Linked DNA regions of Mus musculus: region 1 is linked to region 2. The links are chromatin contacts, called in public Micro-C maps. All regions are on one chromosome and are shown on one strand. Each heading gives the region's core, a stretch centred on a gene start, on an enhancer-like site or on the middle of the called end of the contact. The rest is flanking DNA. Distances are from core to core; before and after follow the strand shown. Region 1 holds the start of Borcs7 (BLOC-1 related complex subunit 7). Region 2 overlaps Wbp1l (WW domain binding protein 1 like).

Region 1 (4,002 bases), core at 842-3,341, 41 kb before region 2:
CTAGTACCATGCAAAGGTAAATTCATTATGATGTTCAATATATACTAGATTTAAATATAATACCATCTCTTGCCAGGCGTGGTGGCGCACACCTTTAATCCCAGCACTCGGGAGGCAGAGGCAGGCAGATTTCTGAGTTTGAGGCCAGCCTGGTCTACAGAGTGAGTTTCAGGACAGCCAGGCTGGCTAAGCTAGAACTCACTCTGTAGACCAAACTCACAGAGCTCTGCCTGCTTCTTCCTCCCAATTGCGGGGATTAAGGACATGTGCTACTATACTTGGCTTTAAAAAAAAAAAGTTTAATTGCATTTATTTACTTAATCTGTGGAGGAGAGAAAAGGATGTGTGTACCATGGCTTCCACACTTGTGGAAGCTTGATGATAACTTTTCAAAGTTTGGTTTTTTTTTTCTTTCCACCATATGGGTCCCAGTTTCGGACAGAAACTTGGATGGTCCAGCTTGGTAGCACACACTTTGTCTTGCTGAGCTATTTTGCTGGCCCCAAACCCACCTTTAAAAAGTTTAAGCCTATTTATAGCATTTCTTCCCCCAATTTGTTTATCTAGAAGAATGTGTGTGCACATTTGTATGATGTATGCAACATTTTACATACACATACACTTTCTACAAAAGAAACAGAATCTAGAAATAGCAAAAAAAAAAAAAAAAAAAAAAAGAAAGGAAAGTCAACTTGACTGCCAACAAAAAACGACCCAGGAACTCTGTGCAACCATGATAAAGTGTCAAATGGTGAAACCATGATTTGCATAATTTATATCTGCAAAAAAAAAAGCAATATAACAATTCTTTAATTTCTTCAAACTTTCCCCTGACACAGATTCCTAAAAGCAACGTGTCAGATGGGACCACATGCAAAACATGTCACCAGAGATCATCAGGTCAGCAATGTCAACAGCTGTTATACAGTAAGGGCGAGCACTTCTTGTAATGGGATTTTTATTTTGTTTTGCAGCCACTGTCAGTGAAAGCCAGCTCTTGCTACACTGCAGGTTTAAAGTAATATAAGTCAGATGTTGTGAACATCCATGCACAGATCCAAAGGCCTGAGAACATAGTGTGTCATTATTGCAACTACATAGGAAAGCAGGTGCCGTTCCTATGAAAACTAAGTTGGAAACGGTAACCACTTGCCGAAGGGTTACTAAGGTAGGGGTTACTAAGGAAGGTGAAATTGGAAGTTTTCTAAGCAGTCCCTTCTGTATCCCAGGTCTCTTGAGAGCTCAGACTAAGGTGTGCCCATTAGGCACCGCCATACGTTTAATTTTCCATTAGTAAATACATACCAAAGACGAGGTCATTGCATCTCATATGCCCGTTTACCTGTCCATGAGCGTGTGAGTTGTCTCATGAGGAAAAGTGTATGAACATGTACGTGTCTTTGTGTGGGCACACGGTTTCTCTAGGGCAGATAACGACCTCAACAAGCAGCGTGTACGTGTCATCAAATCATTCCATTCATAGAATCGGATGGAGGATGGAGAAAGGGGGAGGAGATGGTAGGGCAAAAGAAAAAGCTTGTCTAGGAAACAGTGAAGAGCTTGGCCAGAAATATAAAGAATAAACCCACAAAGAGAGAGGTGTAAGAAATCTTGGAAGTTGAGGCCATCGCCAAGCCGAGATTCGAAAAGCGACTGATGTTCACTACAGACGCCCATGAACACAAACAGGCACTGTGTAGGAGCCGCAGCTCATCTGCCCGCCTGTGCTTCTCCCCTTCCCACCCATCATCTCTTCCAACTACAAGCATTCAACCTAAACTGAAGAAACTCACCCAGAATGCAACACGCGCCTGGGCCAAAAGCCTACACTCCCCAGGATGCAATGCGCCGCCTCTCCCGGAGCCAGCGCTGGGAGGAGGACTGGGCCCGGGGAGCCCACGCCCCGCTCACCTCGGAGCTCCGCGAGCCTTTCAGCACCTGCTTGGTGAGCGCGATTACATCGGTGCCACAGGTGTTCACCTTCTCCGTGAGAAGCCCCTTCACGGACTGACCAAATCGGGCTTGCGAATCCGGCGTCCCAGTCGCCATCACCTCAACTAGCGATCACCCGCAGCCGGACGACGGCGAGTCCCTGGGGCCAAAAGAGACGCAACCGTCCAATCGTGCGAAGAGGAAGGACCGCATGCGCTTAGCTCAAACTGCTTACTAAAATTACTTAAAATGTTCAGTTGATGGACATGGAAGGAGGATACCGTTTAGGCAGGCTACCCTGGAGGGGATAGAATATAATTTAGGTGAATCTCTAGTTTAGAGTCAGAAGATCTGGATAGCATCCCAAGGAGTGATGTGGCTACAAATTACTCAACCCCTGTGTCTTCTGTTATCTGTTTTAGGGCCAGCACTGCGTTACCTAGGCACATTAATACAACTCTGTCAGAAGTTCAGGGTCTTTCTTGGCTGTATAGCAAGTGGAGGCCGACCTGTGATACATGAGACCACATCTATAAAATAAAATATCTATAAAATAAAATAGAGACCCTGTTCAATTCTAACATATTTTATTGAAATTAGCAAAGGGCACAGGCCAAAGAAAATGAAATTCAAATGACTAAGGTAAAGAAATGTCAACATCATTAAATTCTGTGTGTGTGTGCGTATGTGTTTTCAAGACAGGGTTTCTCTGTGTAGTCCTGACTGTAGACTAGGCTGGCCTCAAACTCACGGAGATCCATCTATGTGTGCCACCACCACCTGGCTTTTTTTTTTTTTTTTAATCATTAGTAGTTTGTATTTATGAATAGCCTTTTAATTAAAACTCTGCTTATAATTACTTTGGAAGCAAGTCCTACTATGATGTTAGGTCCCTGGAGTATACCCTTTGAAGGGATATTGTGATCCTGGTCCCTTTTTGTCTCTCTTTCCATCCCGACCTTGGAGTGAACAACCCTCCACCACATGGTGCACTGTGGTGCCATAATCCCAAAGCAATGGAGTCAAATGATGTACACTGGGACCTCTGAAAGAAGTGGATAGCAATAGGAACTTGAAAATCCTAAATTGAGAGTCTGTAGAGGTTGGTTAAAAAAAAAAAGTTCATCCAAGAAAATTCTTGGGCTGGAGGATGGCTCACTGACTGCACTTCCAGAGGTCCTGAGTTCAATTCCCAGCAACCACATGGTGGCTCACAACCATCTGTAATGGGATCTGATGTCCTCTTCTGGTGCATCTGAAGGCAGCTACCGTGTACTCACCTAAATAAAATAAATAAATCTTTAAAAAAGAGGAAAAAGAAAAAAAATTCAAACAAAATTTTACTGTAGGTCAGCTCTGCTTTCTGTACATTTGTTTACTTATAGTTTATTTCTTATTTTTATTTTATTTATAAGTATGTGCCTGCCTATCTGTTTGTGTACCATGTGGACGCGTGTGCCTTTGAAGGCCAGAAGAGGGTGTTTGATCTGTGCAATCAAAGTTACAGACCTATGTGAGCTCTCCAGTGTGGGTGCAAGAAAGTGAACCCAGGACCTCTAGAAGAGCTGTCAGTGCTCTTAACCACTGAGTCATGTCTCCATCTTCAATTTTTTACTTTTATTTATTTATGTTCAAAACAGAGTCTCTCTATGTAGCCCTGGCTATCCTGGAACTCACTCTCTAGACCAGGCTGGCCTTGAACTCATAGAGATCCTCTTGCCTCTGCCTCTTAAGTGTTAGGATTAAAGGCATTTGCCACCACCACCTGGCAATTTATTTTTACTTGTGTGCATTTTTATGTGTGTGTTGGGGGAGGGGGAGTGGTTTGTGCACATGCCTGCAGGTGCCCTCAGAGGTCCCAAGGCAGCATCAGATACCCTGGAGCTCAGGTGGTTGCAAGCTATTCATAAAGGGTTGGGTGCTGGGAATCAAACTCTGGGCTTCTGCAACAGCAATGTTTGCTCTTATCCATTGAGCCATCTTTCCAGCTACTGTTTATTCTTTTTAAAAAACTTGACACATGATTTACCTCGTTATGCACAGTCCTTTATCTAGTATTACTAACTTGCT
Region 2 (4,110 bases), core at 78-2,577:
ACATTTGTGTTTTTAAATTATTATATAGCTATGGATATGCAGACAGAGGTGTAGCTTCTGCGTGTGTGTCTGGGTACACTCGCGTGCATGCGAATGTGTGTGGCTTTGGGGCGTCAGTCCTAGGCCTCCAGCCCTGGAACCTTGCACCTTTACCTACTGAGATTTCACTGACATACAAGGGGGCACTGGGTCCCCAGGAGCAGGAGTTACAGCTGTGACCTCAACCCCAGTACTGCAAGAGCAGTGTTCTCAGTAACTGAGCAATCTCTCTAGGCCATCACTGTGCCCCTGGGGATTCAACTTGGTACTTCATAATTGCTAAGTGAGCAGACACCCCGAAGCTCTCTGCTCTTGTTCTTCACCCCCACCTTACAGGTCAACATGAAAAGTATATCCCTTCCTTCTCTAGAAAATCAACATTAATGTTATTTTTTTTCTTGAATCATTTCCCCAGTATTTCCTCATTCTCTGTATTTTCTGTGCTCTAATATATGTGATCCAAGGCACTATTCTCAGCTATTGCTTTAAACATAACTGTTACGTAAAGAAAATCTCAGCCAGCTGTAATGACACAGGCCTGCAGGACAGAGGCAAGACCTCCAGAGCTCAGAATCAACCTGAGCTGTATAGGGAAACCCTGCCGTGTCAGACAAGAGAAACGCCACGTGCTGCTTTCATGTACACCAAAAATTCCTGATTCTCTCGCTTTGGGTGCATGGGTAGGTCTGAACTTCCTGGCCTCTATATGCTTGGGGGAGGCTAACTAAAGCTACCTATTGACAGAACTTAAAAGCAGCGTGTCGTTTAGTGACAAGCATGCTTCTTGTGTGAAACCTTCCATCAGCCCCCACTGGTATTCCAGACAGTCATTTCTGGCTCTAGACTATGAGACATGCCCCCGTGGTAACAAAGCCCCCATTCCACCTTCATCGGACACAGCAAAAGTGAGGAAGAAGCCCGTTGGTTTCGGCTGCTAGGATTCTGGACATGTTTGTTCCTGCAGCAAAACCTAGCCCATCCTGACTGCCACAGTACGCACTACAGGGTTTTCCATGTGCGATCTAAGGATTTATCAGGAATTGTTCTCACTGTTGTTTATTCTGTGCTCACACACAGTACATGTATAAAGTCAGAGGACAACTTAGTGGAGTTGAGTCTCTCCTGCCACCAGGACAGTCCGGATCAGAAGTTACCACCGAAACCGTCTCCTAGAACTCAGGAGCGAGCAAGCTTAAAGAGATTCTTCACCTAAAACAAGACTGAGGTCCACTTCGCTCAAGTACCGTAGGAAAGGCTTCCTGTTTTTTCAAAAACCACAAATTCGACAAATGAGGAAGAACAGCAGGCCGCAAAATCCAGGGCCTCGTGCATGCTGGGACGCACGTGCATGCCCGAAAGTGCCCGGAAGACGTTCCCATGCCCTGGCCCACATTCTCCCACTTGATATGAGAAGGAAAACCTTCTCTACTGCACACCAGCTGTGTGATGTCACATGTGACTCTAACTGGGTAAGCACCTCTCAGTCTCAAACATAAGACCACAGGAGAGTCATCTGTGTGGATCTACACAAGGAAAAATACAAGGTCTTGTAGCACACTGGGTGTCAATCTAGGGATGGGAAAACGGACAACAACCTGGTCCCGTCTGGTGGGAAGGCAGACAGATGACAGTCTGATATGGCCTACACAAACGGGGCTGTCCCGGGAATTATGCCAGGCAAGGCTATAAACTGGCTGTGAGCAGGGGTGGGGTATTGATTAGTCTCAGTGAGGTTGGACCAAATTTTAATATTTTAGCTACATTTCAGAAATACAGAGATAGGTTCTATTATTTTTGTCTTTGAGACAGGTGTTGCTATACAACTGTGGCTGGCCTCAAACTTGGGGCAATTCTCTACTCTTATGTTCCCCAAACACACACACACCAACCTAGATAACGCCCACCACACTTCCCGCCCAAGTTATGACCTCGTGGTGTGGAGCATTTGTCATGCTAAGCTAAATGAAAAACATGTTTTTAAAAACAATCACAGTCCCATGTAGGAACTGAGTCATGTGCCCTAGAGTTCAGGACAGACTTGGGAAAATGTCACTCCTCGGCTGGCAAGAAACTCCCCACCAGGGAGCAGGCTCACACTGCAGAGACTTAGCCCCCCTTGTTCCCATGGCCCCGACAGTTCCCATCAGGAACTCCTGCCCTGATGCTGTTTAAAAATCTTTGAATTTGGAAAACGAATTTTTATAGTGTCATCTGAACTATAAGGCGACAAACTTGCCTATAGGGTGACCACGGCTACGCAGGTTCAAACTCCAGATAACCCGTGATCTTTGGGATTCTGTTGCTATTCCCCGTGTATGTAAGACGGGGAGAACAATGGTCTCACCCAAGTTAACACACACGTGGAACACTCCCCGCCGTGACTGTCCGTGTACCGTGCTGTCTCTGGCTTGTTGTTATAGCTGTTGAATTTACAGGCATAAGCACAGATGGGACGGATTTCCTTGAAACCCTCCTTTGACCCCTCCTCTAGAATTATTCCATAAAAAACGTGGGTTAGGATCAAGTCCAGGGTCTGCCTCTAGGTTCTGTTCTTGGCAAAATTCTGGGGAAAAATCAGGCAACTCCTATTTATTGAGGCCCTGCCATGAACAAGATGCTGTGTCCACTGATATGGGCTGCCTGGCTGACCATCCTGGCCCCACCCAGGGACTTGGACCACTAGGGAACTGTGCTTCAACAAGGGCTTGAAGGAGGCTTCCTGCCAGCCAGTGTGCTCAAGAGCTAAACGACTTAATATCAGCTCAAGTGTGTTGAAACATCAGTCACAGAGCATCCCATAAGTAAGGGCAGTTTCTCATATATTAATTAAAATCATGGAGTAAGTATCAGGGGGCTGGCATTCAGTGGATTGGCTGTGCCTCTTTCATGTCATCTCAGGAAATCCCACCGGTGGCTTTCCTCTCAGCTGAAACTCAAAGCAGGGAAACCTGACACTTGAGTAAAATTCCTCCAGATTTTATCTTAGGGACAGAAAATCCAACTTTGACTCCTCCCTGGGAAATGTGGTCTGGAGAATGGAAAAGAGCCTCAGACAAGAACCGGGAACCCCAGCTTCGGGCTTTTTGCCTTTGAGGGTACTCCTGGGTTTCTGGGGTCTCCTTGCTCCACCTGTTTCAGGGAAATTAGACACGCACAGAAGCCCTTTGAGGCCCTATGATCTGTGTCTCTCCTTCTCTCAGCTTAGCCCGCCATAAAAGCATCCTGTATCCCAGCTCTCCCAGGGTACCCTGCAGTCTCGGGACAGTGGCTCTTTGCTACGGTGTGTTGGCTAACGGCAGCCTCCTGTCTGAGTGGACATCTCCTATCTACCCTCCATGCTTCCCTGCTGATAGTTCGCGCTGCATCTCCTTTCTGCTTGACCACTGCCCGATGCACGAATGAAGGCCTCACGCTGCTTCCAAAACACGAGAGGCCTCAGCATCGATTAAGAGCTTGCTAGAACTGCAAACTCTCCAGTCTAGCTCAGATCTGAAGGGTGCAGGGCCTGGAAATCTGTGTTTAAATAAGCCTCTGCGAGGGCACTGAGGAGGAAGACCCGAGGAATCGGGTTTGCTGAATGACTGACTGAACAGTGACCCCAGGCACAGGTGCAGGTTTCTGCGGTCTCAGCCACTGCCTGCGACGGTAGAGCAGGAGCGTGCGTTCTCACCTCACACAGGCCCAGGCACTGGTTCAGGTTACAGCACACTGAAAACTTGAAGAGAACTCAAGGTCAGCGTGTGCCTGTGGGTCTGTACACTGTGTTCAGGTCAGTCCTTAGGACGCAGGTCAATTTAGTTTAGTACAGGTAAAAGGGCTGGGGGAACGGCATTTCCCCCAGGGCCTTTCTTGTGAAATGAAGAGGCGCCTCGTCTGACCCTGCCAATGATTCCTGGCTCAGTGTGCTCTCCCATAGAAAGCAGGGGCAGGAGACGGGAAACCACTCAAGGCCAATTACTTTTGCATTTCTGGCAAAATTGAAAGGCTGTTAGAGGGAGCACGGCTTAAAAAAACCACGAGAAGTGTATTTCTCAGCTCTTGGGAGGCAGAGGTAGCAGAACCCAGAGCTCA

The links. A called contact is a pair of places that touch in the nucleus more often than the background predicts.
Region 1: a Micro-C map of muscle stem cells shows a contact between it and region 2, with 2.1 times the contacts expected there. The contact joins the promoter of Borcs7 here to the enhancer-like site in region 2. A contact is called at or near these places in 3 of 39 promoter capture datasets (cranial neural crest, macrophages and maxillary cranial neural crest), 1 of 484 Hi-C or Micro-C datasets (muscle stem cells), 7 of 115 datasets of contacts at active chromatin or transcription factors (bone marrow-derived macrophages, effector CD8 T cells, embryonic fibroblasts and 2 more) and 1 of 9 other capture datasets (adipose tissue).

Annotation. Positions count from the first base shown.
Region 1 is chr19:46,687,995-46,691,996 of GRCm38.p6, reverse strand. It overlaps Borcs7 (BLOC-1 related complex subunit 7), which reads right to left and starts at 2,091. Exons shown (of 5, transcript NM_025563.3): 1 at 1,912-2,091. The coding sequence starts at 2,049.
Region 2 is chr19:46,646,033-46,650,142 of GRCm38.p6, reverse strand. The region is part of intron 3 of Wbp1l (WW domain binding protein 1 like); the gene reads right to left. Among named protein-coding and RNA genes, the nearest start is that of Gm36602, 18 kb to the left of the region's middle. Within about 2 kb of position 1,327, at least 35 of the 459 cell types and tissues checked have an H3K27ac peak or open chromatin away from gene starts, as enhancers often do. A contact at or near this core is called in adipose tissue, bone marrow-derived macrophages and muscle stem cells, where this site is marked.